2 separate regions of the Sus scrofa genome follow, and region 1 is linked to region 2. Evidence: chromatin contacts called from public Hi-C data. All regions are on one chromosome and are shown on one strand. The core of a region is the stretch at or near the end of the contact, and the rest is flanking DNA. Distances in the headings are between cores, read along the strand shown. Region 1 holds the start of TADA3 (transcriptional adaptor 3). Region 2 holds the start of OGG1 (N-glycosylase/DNA lyase).

Region 1 (5,343 bases), core at 406-2,905, 41 kb before region 2:
GGCTGTGGCTGTGGCACAGGCTGGCAGCTACAGCTCCAAGTCAACCCCTAGCCTGGGAACCTCCATATGCAGTGGATGTGGCCCTAAAAAGAAAAAAAAAAAAAAAAAATTCATAGAAGGCAAACCTAAAAAGGATAAATTTTATGTAGCCAGCCCTATGACACCTGCCCTTTCACGATGACGCATTCTGGTGTAATACCTCAACAAATCTGATGTTTAAGAAAAGCAAAAGGCATGGCTTCAATTAGAATATCCCAGGTTTCTAACTGAGGTTATGAAAACACAAAGCCAGAAGACAAACACAAGAGGACAAGCAAGTTTAGGGAAAGAGGAGTTACGGCCTGGAAGTCTAATTTCAAGGTGTCTTCAACACTTCCAGGTGAACCATGAAAGAGGGCTAGACCAGCAGATTTAGGAGTTACCAGAATGCAGACGGTCATGAAGACCTGTATGTTAAATAGGTAGCACCACCAGGGAGAGTGTAAAGAGGAAGCTAGTGAGTCTAAATTGCTATGAACAGCCAGTTATCAAATGAGAGGATTTCCAAGGAGGAAGGAATCAGCAGTATCAGAGCTTACATTCTATAGTAAGACTGATACGGTTGAGTTCCGACCAGGAAGCGGTCTGGGAGGTAGAAGCACAGCTGGGGCAACATGAAGACTGGGATAAGGAAGTTCCACAGAGAACGCTCTCCCTCAGAGAACCATGGGGTCAAGAGGGCAAGAGGGGGGTGCATATTTAGTGAAGGTCTGCACTGGTTGGGGAGGTGGCCCTATTACAAGCCTCAGCGGCCCTACTAAGGGCTACGGGGCCTACTACGTGCCTCCGACGTGCTACCATACCTAGGAGCACCCACTCCCAGCTTCCTCTCTGATTCAGTATCTCCCACCTGCTTCAAAACCCAGACTATGAAGCCGAAAGGCCTGCTTCTTAGGAGGGCGTCCCCCGCTCGCTCCTTTCTCACTTCGGCCCCCGCCCCTCCCTCCTCCCAACCTCATGGTGCCCCCGCACCCCCAGCACCCCACGGCTCAGCGCCTCTCCGCTGCAAAGCCGCATCTCCCCCAAACCCAGAGCCTGAGGACAGAACAGTGGGGGTCCCTGGCCCGGGTCCCGGCTCTCTCTCACCATCGCGGGCGCTGGCTGGGCCGGAAAGCGGAAGTACGGAAGTGGCCAGCCCCGCGACGCCTGCCCTTTCGCGAGAAGCGCAGCCGCAGTCTCCGCCCGGACGTCCGGACTGTACCATCTATGTCCCGAGCGGGGGAGGGAGAAGCTAAAAACACTTGGCACTTCGGAAGTTTTCCCGCTAGGACTGCCGTGGTAGTTTTAGATTCCTGAAGTTTGAAATCACTACTCAAGCTTCTCCCGTCATCGGTGAGGCTCTCGCTTGTGACTTTGGCCTTCTTGTCGTCTTTGCTGCCATCTTCCCTCACAGCCATGCAGTGGTGCAGCCCAGCCTCAGGTTGGGCACCATATTAGGACAAGGCGAGCCGGGGGAGCTCTTCGATCCTTCCGGTTCTGTGCCCCCATCCTTTCTCCGGGCCCCTCCTACCTGCAGCCCTCGGGGCTCAGCGGGACTAACTGCCAAGCGGAGAACCCGGCCGCCGAGCCCCGCCCCCAGGCGCCGGGCTGTTCCCGAGGGTACGCCCGAGGCTTATTCTCTCCACCCCACTAGCAGCGGGCTCACTCGCTGCCGGCAAACTCCCACCCTCGAAAGACCCAGGGGCTGGTCCTCGCGTCTTTCCGCCCCCGCGTGCACTGCTGGGGGCCAGCCCCTAGTCAGTTCCGGGGCGGTAGCTCTCACCGACCGGAACTCCCCGCCCCCACCCGCGGCCCGGGGGCAGTAGGAGGCGGCTAGGAGGAGGTAGAGGGGGCGGGGGCCGCGGTAGGGTGTCCGCGGTAAAGGTCTGGGACCCAGAAGGCGGGACACTGGGGCTATCCATGGGTGGGGCCAGTCATTAACCAGTCCCACTTTTTCTGTGCCAGGCACTGAACTGGGCTCTTGACGGGCATCATCTTTTAATCCTCAGATCATCCCAGGGAGGTAGGTACTATTACTATCCCCGTTTTATAGATTCAAACTTCTTATGGGGAAACAAGCTCAGGTGTCTTTTGTCCCATTTTACGGATAGAAAAACTGAGACTCGAGAGATAATTAACATGTTCAGGGCTATATAAATAGAGGCTGGTCAAGCCAGAGCTTGAATCCTGATGTATCTAGTTTAGCAGTTCACATTCCTTACTATCTGGGGCAAATAGGGAAAAGGTGGGGAGGGTGAAACTAGGAGAGGCTGGGAGGCACAAAGAACGTTAACGTAAGTATGGAATACTTGGAATTCTGGAGTTTAGCAGAACTCTGGAAGAGTGGAGCTGAAGGGAAGAGCATCAGAAGGACAGGCACAGTATAACTGTGGTTAGAGGCACAGACTTAAAACTACCTGAATTCAGATTGCGTGTTGATAAGCATGAACATGTACCCACTCTAACAGTCTCAGTTTTCTCATCCGTAAAATGGAGATCACCATGAGTCACGGGGTTATGTGAGGAATTTAATGAGAAGCCAGTAAAATGTCTGCATCTAGCTTGGTGCACAGTAGGTGCTTTACAAATAGGAACTGTGACTTCAGCCTTAGTAGGATACTGAAGCCTGGCTTTCTTCTTGAGGCTGTCTGAATAGAAGGAGCTCTTGGTCTTTTCTTGTGCCACTTGTCCCCCCATCAGTGGTCCGTTCTCTCCAGCTCCACAGGGTCCCCTATCCTGGGCCATGAGTGAGCTGAAGGACTGCCCCTTGCAGTTCCATGACTTCAAGTCTGTGGACCACCTGAAAGTCTGTCCCCGCTACACAGCAGTGTTGGCCCGCTCTGAGGATGATGGCATCGGTATTGAGGAGCTGGACACTCTGCAGCTGGAGCTTGAGACCTTGCTTTCCTCTGCCAGCCGACGCCTGCGGGTGCTCGAGGCTGAAACCCAGGTGATACCCCACAGAGGGACACCAGGGATGGACTGTGACAGGTTGTGGCATGGGTCACTGAGGTAGCTAGCCCTCTCTGCTGAGGCCTGAGGTATGGGAGCATAGTGGGGGGAAGAGAAACCCAAACTGGGCTTATGTGACGTGTAAAGTATGCAGGAGGAGTTCTGTCGTGGCTAAGTGGAAACGAAGCTGACTAGCATCTGTGAGGACGCAGGTTCAATCCCTGACCTCGCTCAGTGGGTTAAAGATCCGGTGTTGCCATGAGCTATGGTGTAGGTTGCAGACGAGGCTCAGATCTGGCATGGCTGTGGCATAGGCCAGAGGCTACAGCTCCGATTTGACCCCTAGCATGGGAACCTCCATATGCTACAGGTGTGGCCCTAAAAAAAAAAAATCAAAGTAGGAATGTGCATGATCCTCATAAATTTCAGGATTTCTAATCCACTAAGCATCTATTGACCCCCACTCCCCACAATGTTCTGGATCCTGTGCTCATCATTAGAGAGGTAGTGAGGACAATTTGGGCCTTGAGGGAGCTTGCCAACTAAAGAGAGGAGGAGGGAGTTACCATTGAGGCTCAGTGGTAATGAACCCATGTAGTATCCATGAAGATTTGGGTTCAATCCCTGGCCTCGCTCAGTGGGTGAAGGATCTGACATTGCCATGGGCTGTAATGTAGGTCACAAACGTAGTCTGGTTCTGGCATTGCCGTAGTTGTGTCATAAGCCAGCAGCTGCAGCTCTGATTCAACCTCTAGCCTGGGAACCTCTATATGCCACAGGTGTGGCCCTAAAAAGAATGAATGAAGGGAGGAGGAGGGCACACAAGTACCAACTGATGTGCTGTTGTGGTTAGGAGTACTGAGGTAACTGGAATGAGGAGGCCTGGATTTGCATCCTGGCCCAAGCACTTGCCAGCGTTGCTGTTTGCCAGCTATGTGACTTTGCACAAGTTACCTCCTAGTTCTGAGGATCAGTTCTCCATCTGCAAAGTGGGCTGGATAATAGGACCTCCCTCAGAGCTTTTGTGAGGATTTGAAGACTTTTCACAAAGGCTCAGCACAACACCTGATACTAAGTAAGCATGTCAAATGTTATTTATTGGTATACTTCTGATGATTTCTATTTATGGCATAAGCATTCTCTGAGCCCTGTATGCCAGGTGCTATGCCAGATGCGGGGGAACAGAGATGTTTAAAATGAACCTCTGTGTCTCTAACAGCTTATAATCTTGTTGAAGAGACAGAGTACTCTGTTTTTGTTTTTTGTTTTGGGTTTTTTTTGTTGTTGTTTGGTTGGTTGGTTGGGTTTTGTTTTGTTAGGACTACGCCTATGGCATATGGAAGTTCCCAGGCCAGGGGTTGAATCAGAGCTGCAGCTACCAGCCTACACTACAGCAACGCGAGATCCAAGCCACACTTGCAACCTACACCACATGTCACGGCAATACCAGATCCCTAACCCACTGAGCAAGTCCAGGGATCGAACAGCATCCTCATGGATACTAGTCGTGTTTGTCACCCACGGAGCCACAACAGGAACTCCACAAAGTATTCTGTTTGTTCTAGTTATGATCAAACAACACGATTAGTCCTACAGTGGAGGTACAGAGTATCAGAGACTCATAGACAAAGACGATGCCATTTTAACTGGACCTCAAAAGATGAATAAAATTGGAGTTCCCATTGTGACGCAGTGGAAATGAATCTGACTAGGAACCATGAGGTTTCAGGTTCAATCCCTGGCCTCCATCAGTGGGTTGGGGATCTGGTGTTGCCGTGAGCTGTGGTGTAGGTCACAGACACGGCTTGAATCCTGTGTTGCTGTGGCTGTGGCGTCGGCTGGCAGCTGTAGCTCTGATTGGAGCCCTAGCCTGGGAACCCCCATGTGCCTCAGGTGCAGCCCTAAAAAGCAAAAAAAAAAAAAAAAAAAGAATGAAATTAACTCGTGGGAGTTCCCATCATGGTGCAGCAGAAACGAATCTGACTGGTAACCATGAGGTGCAGGTTTGATCCCTGGCCTCGCTCAGTGGGTTAAGGATCTGGTTTTGCCATGAGCTGTGGTGTAGGTTGCAGATGCAGCTCAGATCCTGCATTGCTATGGCTGTGGTATAGGGCAGCAGCTGCAGCTTCGATTTGACCCCTAACTTGAGACCCTTCATATGCCAAAGGTGTGGCCCTAAAAAGCAAAAAAAAAAAAAAAAAAAAAAATTGTGGTCCCTGGGAATCCATTGAAGCTTTTTGAGTGGGCTGTGGCATAATCAGTTGTGTTTTAGCATCTAAGAAGCTGTGTAACTGATGCAGAGAAGGCTTCCCAGTTGTGGCGATATTTGAAGAGAAGGTTTGCTGGAAAGCTTGCTTTCCTATACCAAAAAAT
Region 2 (6,036 bases), core at 1,290-3,789:
TAGCTTTGAGATGGAAGGGGTACCAGGGGAAACCCGAACAGATTTTGGAAGCTGTTGGAGAGCCTGGGGGCAGGAACCCACCTACTCACCAGCTAGGGCCTGCAGACTGGGGAAGCCATGATAGGTGACATCATCAAGCTGGATCAGCCGAGGTCCAAAGGCCTTGCAGAGCCGCTCCACCATGCCAGTGATGCGGGCAATGTTGTTGTTGGAGGAACAGATGAAGGAGAAAAGGCACTCGATGGGGTCTTGTTGCAGGAGCCGAACACCTGGGGACCAGAAAGGCAGGGGGATCAGAAAGCACCTCAGAGTTGGGAGTGGCCTCCTCTCACCCTGAGATCCTAGACACCAAGGCTTGAGGGACGGGGGATTCCCAAGGGAATGAGGGGACAATGTTCTTAGAGAAAGCAACACCAGAGCTCTCATTTCTCATAGCATCTTGTGAGGGCTGGGTTCTCATTCCATTCCACAGATGAAGAAGCCACAATGTAAGCACTATGAGGGTGGGGATTTGTTTCTGTTTTGTTTACTGCAGGATCCTCAGTCACAGAGCGGATGCTCTGTAAACATTTACAGAACGAATGATGTCACTAACCCTAGATCACACAGCCAAGATCTGGTTCAGTATCCTTGTTACTCTACTATTGTGGTCAGCAGGACAATAATAACAGGAATAATAATTACTATGTGTCAGGCACTATTCCAAGCACTTTACCACCTTATATGTATTAGCTTCCTTAACCCTCATAAAATCCTGAGATAGATATCATCTCCACTTAACAGATGGTGAAATTGAGTAGTCTAACTGAATCACAAGTACTCCAACCCATACCTCTGGCTCTGCACTCACCTTGGAATTTCTGAGCCACCTCTTGAAAGTGGGGGTCCACAGTACTCCAATGGCGATACAGTTGAGCAAGGCTGATATCCAGCTGGAAGTACTGTCGTACCACTTTTAGCTCTTCTAGTGTGGGCCTGCCAACCCGGCCCGTGTCCCCTCGATACACAGTGCAGTAGAGCTGCTCCTCAGTCTGGGTCAGTGTCCATACACGGTCCGCCAGTACGCCACTCCAGTGTGCAGGGCTCTGCTCCCTCCACCTGAGCCCCCAGGCACACGGGAGGCCTAGCATTCAGTTTCCCGTCCTGCACACTTTGGGGCCCTCCCATTCTACAGCTGCTCCATATACAAAACTGATTTACAAAATGCAATTATATCATTTGATCCTTGCAGCTACACTGCACCCGCAGGCTTATTATCTCCACTTCATAAAGGAGGTAACAGGGTCACCACCCGTGCCTCAGTCTCTCCTTTGTACTCTGAAGTTTCTTCCATCTCCCCCAATGATTCCCCCCCTTTTTTTTTTTCCTTTTGTCTTATTAAGGTCGCGGCGACATATGGAGGTTCCCAGGCCAGGGGTCCAATTGGAGCAGCCAGCCTACGGCCACAGCGACGCCACAGCAACGCCAGATCCAAGCCGCGTCTGAGACCTACACCACAGCTCACGGCAACGCCGGATCCTTAACCCACTGAGCGAGGCCAGGGAATCGAACCTGCAACCTCATGATTCCTAGTTGGTTTCGTTTCCGCTGCACCTCGACGGGAACTCCAAACCCCCAGTGATTCTTTACGTCCCAGGTCTGCAGTGCTTAGAAGCCAAGAGCCAGGGTGACTTACCGGAAGGATTGCCCAGAAGCCAGAACCAGGTCCAGGCGCAGCTCAGAGCGTGGGCAGGGGATGGAGGCCCATAGAGCTGGGACAGAGGCTAGGGTGCGATGCCCCATGCTACGGGGCAGAACGGAGAGAGGGCTAATCTTTCCACTTCAGGCTCTGCCCCGTGATGGTCCTGCCCACTCCATAGCAGCTCTACTTACCACCAAAAGACCACGCCCCTCAAGGCCTCCCCACCAAATCCTGACCTCTAAATTGATTTAAAGCCCCGCTAGTTTCATTTAAATTCCTTCACTCCCCTCAGGCCCGGCCCCTTGCTGGCCACCAAAGCTCCGCCCCTCCCATTCTGTCCTATCTCCTGCCTCTACCCTCCGGCGCATCCTCCTTACATGTCCTCCCCTTGCCCTCCACAGCCTCTGGGCGCGCACCACAGGTCCTCAAGCGGCTGAGACTTTGGGAAGCGCGCGCAGAAGCGCTCTTCCGGTTTCTTAAGGGGCGGACCTCGCTAGCGCCGGAAGTAGGGCTCAAGCCCGGCTAATTGGATCCAGAGGTAGCCAGTCGGCGGAGAGCTAAGAGAGGCCAATGAAAATCGGGCGTGGCGTCGGGTGGGTGGACTTTGCAGCGCCTCAGCGGTTGGCGCGCGCTGGGCTAGCTGCCCGCCCTGGGCTTTTTCTCTGCGCTTGTGCTCGCTCCGCACGCCCGCTGGTTCCGTCCCGACGTCCCGCAGCCCGGTCGCAGAGAGCGCCCTCAGGCCCTAGTCCTCACTGTCCATTCTCCTCAGAGCCCTGGGACTCCTCAGGGTCTGCCTGCCCTCAGAATCAGGTCCTATCCCCTGCCGTCCAAAGATAGCTTTTCTCACCGAGCCTCTCCCTCCTCAGTCCGCCTCCCATGAACCCCCCTTCACCGAGAATCGCGCCAGAATGCAGCTCCGGCTCCGTTGAGCCTCTGAGTGTCTCCACAGCGCCTGGTCCGGAGGATCTGCCCTTGCGCCCGCCGGCTGAGCGGCTTCCCTCGGAGACCTTGTCGCTGAGCATTGACGCTGCAGCCTCAGACCTCCTCACGGGCTTCTTCGTGAGAGATCTAACAACTCTGTCTCAGGACGCAGCAGCTTCTTCCTGCAGATGCAGCCAGCCTGGGGCCTCCTCGGGGACTGGGCCAGGCGGCCCATAGAGGCCACAGGACCACCAAGTGTGTGGTCCCGAGGTAGCCCAGATGCCAGCGCCTTGGACTGGCCCAGGAAGGATGTGTCATGCAACTTCTTCCATTCTGGAAAAAGTTAAAAATCAAGGAGACAAAGAACTGTCTTTGGGTGGTTTTTCCCCTGCGTAGTGATATTTGGTTCCTGCATCTGAATAATGAGCCTGGCAGCTGATCTGTCAGTGTCCACCCACCCACAGAGCCTGGCAGCATCTCCATTGCCCTGCTCAGTAGCTGCAAGGCAGGGACAGCTGCTTGCCTGTAGCCCTCTCACCTGTAGGCAGGCCAGCTCATAGGTGCCCAGACTTGGAGGGCTTTCCTTCAATAAATGTTGAAATCAGAAGAGGTGTCAGGGTTGGGAATGAATGAAGAGTAACCTTTTGCATTCCTGCTCAGTCCGCAGCTAAACAGGGAAGGTCACAGCTATAGCCACTGTAAAGAAGTACTTGGACCATCCAACTGGCAAAGAACTTGAAGCACCTGGAGTCCACTAGAAACAGGCACTAGACTTTTCCAGCAGTTTGGCATGCTGTTTAAAGGGCAAGCATTGCAGAGAGGCAAATCCTACCTCTGTGACTTCCCAGATGTAGGGACTTAGGCAAGTTACTTAATGTTTCTAAACCTCAATGTATGTCTTTGTGGAGATAAGTGCCCTATTAACTTTGCCCAAAGTTACTTCAAGGATTATACAAAACTATCTAAAAGTGCTTCAGCACAGGGTCTACCACTTAGTTAAGTTCATGGAGAACGGGAGCTGTCACATTATTTTTGCTATTGTCTTAACAAATGCAGCAGACACAGCAACAAGCAACCGCTTGGGGCCAATTATTTACCATCCCTGGGGGAGAGAACCTTTTATCCCTTTGCCCTGGCAGAAGGCAAGAACCAAGAATTCCAAACAGACCATTTATTTTCTAAGAATCAATATATTTTCTTCCTTTGAAATAAATACAAACCAGTTTGAAAGGAGAGGGAAATCTATGGGAAGAAGGGAAGTGGGGACAGGCCCCAGGATTTTTAGTACCAAATGACTCTGGCGCGACCCGGAAACGCAGTTACAAATGAGAATAATTTAAATTCTCCGCTAATTACAGTATTTACAACAGCAGGGGAGGGGGTCACCTAGTGCCCCTCTTCCGGGCTGGACAGACATCAATCCCACTGCTAGGCTGGGCAGATGCCCGCTCACCTCACCACCTCAGGGGCCTCAGGCCACTAGGCAGTTAGGATTCTCCTGGCACAAGCAGGCAGGTGGTGGGATGGCCTGTTTACACAGTGTCCTAACCTTGGCCCACCACCTTGCACTGCAATGCCGTGAGGTCTCTGGAGCTTTCTGGCCTGTAGGACCTCTCCTCTCATTGCGCAGAGCCACCATGGGCCCTTGGAGTGTTCTGTACAGTCCAGCTGCACTCAGGGCGGGAGGGACCTCCCCCACCCAGCTTCCCCTGAGACTGGCCCCAAGACCAGGAATGAGTCAGTGCAGAGGCCGATGCCACTCCAGGACAGTGAGCAAAGGGGAGGAGAGAGGTGGCAGGGCACTGTAGGCTGGGTTGTTCTGGGCAGTATTAGTCACTATCGCTGGTTTCGCTGCTCTGCTCGCCTTGCACCTTGCTGCGGTGCTGCAGAGCCCTGTGGTAGGCAATCTGTACTGACTTGCGGATGTTGGATTTGCGGCCCTCCAGCATCTTCTCCTTGTCAAGGTCCTGGTTCACGCCCAGAGGAACCAGCTTAGTTCTGGGCAGCCACTGCCTGTAGGATGAAGTGAGGATCAGAAAAGTTATCTCTGGGAGAGCAACAAGCACCGGCCTTCCTTACTTATTCATTCATTCAAAAACACCTCTTGAGTGCCAACTCTGGGCCAGGCTCTGGTGGGAGGTAAGAGAAACTGAGAGATGCAGTCCCTGCCCTTATGGAACTGCTCACAGTCTAGCGATGAAAAGAGCCCAGTCAACAGTCTTACTGAGGGATAACCACAGGGTATTTATGGGTGTAAAAAGAGGCCTATCCCAACCTGAAATAAGTACCCTATCCCAGAGGCTCCAGGCAGACTTAACTGATATTAAATATTATCTGCAGACAATAACAACAAAAGATTACATACATGAAAGTGACAGAACAGGATTCAGAGCCTGAATGATTATGCCTGCTATATCTCCATTTGTCACTATGAGGCGGAGGTGGAAAAACTAAGTCTAGAAGCTACCTGAATCTGGGTGGGTAGCCACCCCCACATTTGTCACAGTCACTGATAATCCTTTGGTTTCTAGCTACTGCTGTTTATCAGCTGCTGCCCATTCAGTCTCTCATACTCATGGTCAATACGACCCTTTTGTCTAAAGATCTAGGTCCTTCCCCCACTGATTTATGACAGTCTGGGCTGTCAGCTGCTAGAGTTCCCTGGCAGCCTGGCCCCATACTCAGGGTTGCATCTGTGGCTGTGAGTCATGGCAAATGCTCCCCTCTTTGCTTACCAGGTTCGCTTGTTGTCAAAGAAGAGGACGAGGTAGAGATGCTCTCGGGCTTCCTGGGTCATCTGTTCCCCAAGTTTCAGCACCTCCAGTGGGGGCACAGGGATGGGAACCCCATGGTGGAACATACCTTCCCGGGGCATCTTTGGATCAATGATCTGAGGGTGTAATAACACCTTGACTTAGTTCAGTCTCCTCCTTCCCCAAAGATTACCCTATCTGAGAATGTGGAGACCACCTCTGAAGTGAGGACAGAAAAAGGTTATCATGCTACTAAGGCTGCAATGCTAACCCTTGGCTTCTTCCCATGCTAAACTATTTCAGAGCCCAAGTGGCAAAAGGAAGAAAAAGAGATGGGGAAACTAACCAGGGACCTCTAAGTGTCTATCTGCCAAAGACCCCTGTGCTCTGCACCTCAGCAGAGAGTAGGAAAAATCTGCTAATTTTTGAGTTTGTGTTCTGGGGTTGGAAGGCAAGGGGTATGACAAGAAAAGTGGAAGCCTACCAGAGCTGGGTACGATGGATACCCTCGGCATTTGGCCCACACCAGGTCCAGAGCATCCAGCGGGGAGTCCTCATCCTCCGACAGCCAGCCAGCTCCCCTGCCCAGACTCTTCCTTACCACTTCATAGGAATGGGAGAGAGGGGGCGGGTCAGCAGCCAGGGGTCTGGCATGGCCCTGACTCTGGGCCCCCGGCACCC

The links. Hi-C and Micro-C count contacts between places; a contact is called where the count stands out from the background.
Region 1: a Hi-C map of skeletal muscle shows a contact between it and region 2, with 7 times the contacts expected there. The contact joins the promoter of TADA3 here to the promoter of OGG1 in region 2. A contact is called at or near these places in 3 of 5 promoter capture datasets (fetal liver, fetal skeletal muscle and liver), 14 of 47 Hi-C or Micro-C datasets (alveolar macrophages, blood, embryonic fibroblasts and 8 more) and 2 of 2 datasets of contacts at active chromatin or transcription factors (alveolar macrophages and skeletal muscle).

What each region holds. Positions count from the first base shown.
Region 1 is chr13:66,076,284-66,081,626 of Sscrofa11.1, reverse strand. It overlaps TADA3 (transcriptional adaptor 3), which reads left to right and starts at 1,655. Exons shown (of 10, transcript NM_001206536.1): 1 at 1,655-1,861; 2 at 1,984-2,041; 3 at 2,736-2,968. The coding sequence starts at 2,762. It overlaps ARPC4 (actin related protein 2/3 complex subunit 4), which reads right to left. Exons shown (of 7, transcript NM_001206535.1): 2 at 1,126-1,190. The coding sequence starts at 1,128.
Region 2 is chr13:66,035,172-66,041,207 of Sscrofa11.1, reverse strand. It overlaps OGG1 (N-glycosylase/DNA lyase), which reads right to left and starts at 2,539. Exons shown (of 10, transcript XM_001928192.7): 1 at 2,059-2,539; 2 at 1,676-1,783; 3 at 851-1,098; 4 at 90-269. The coding sequence starts at 1,782. BRPF1 (peregrin) reads right to left here. Exons shown (of 12, transcript XM_021069303.1): 10 at 5,840-6,036; 11 at 5,338-5,492; 12 at 3,762-4,615. The coding sequence ends at 4,432.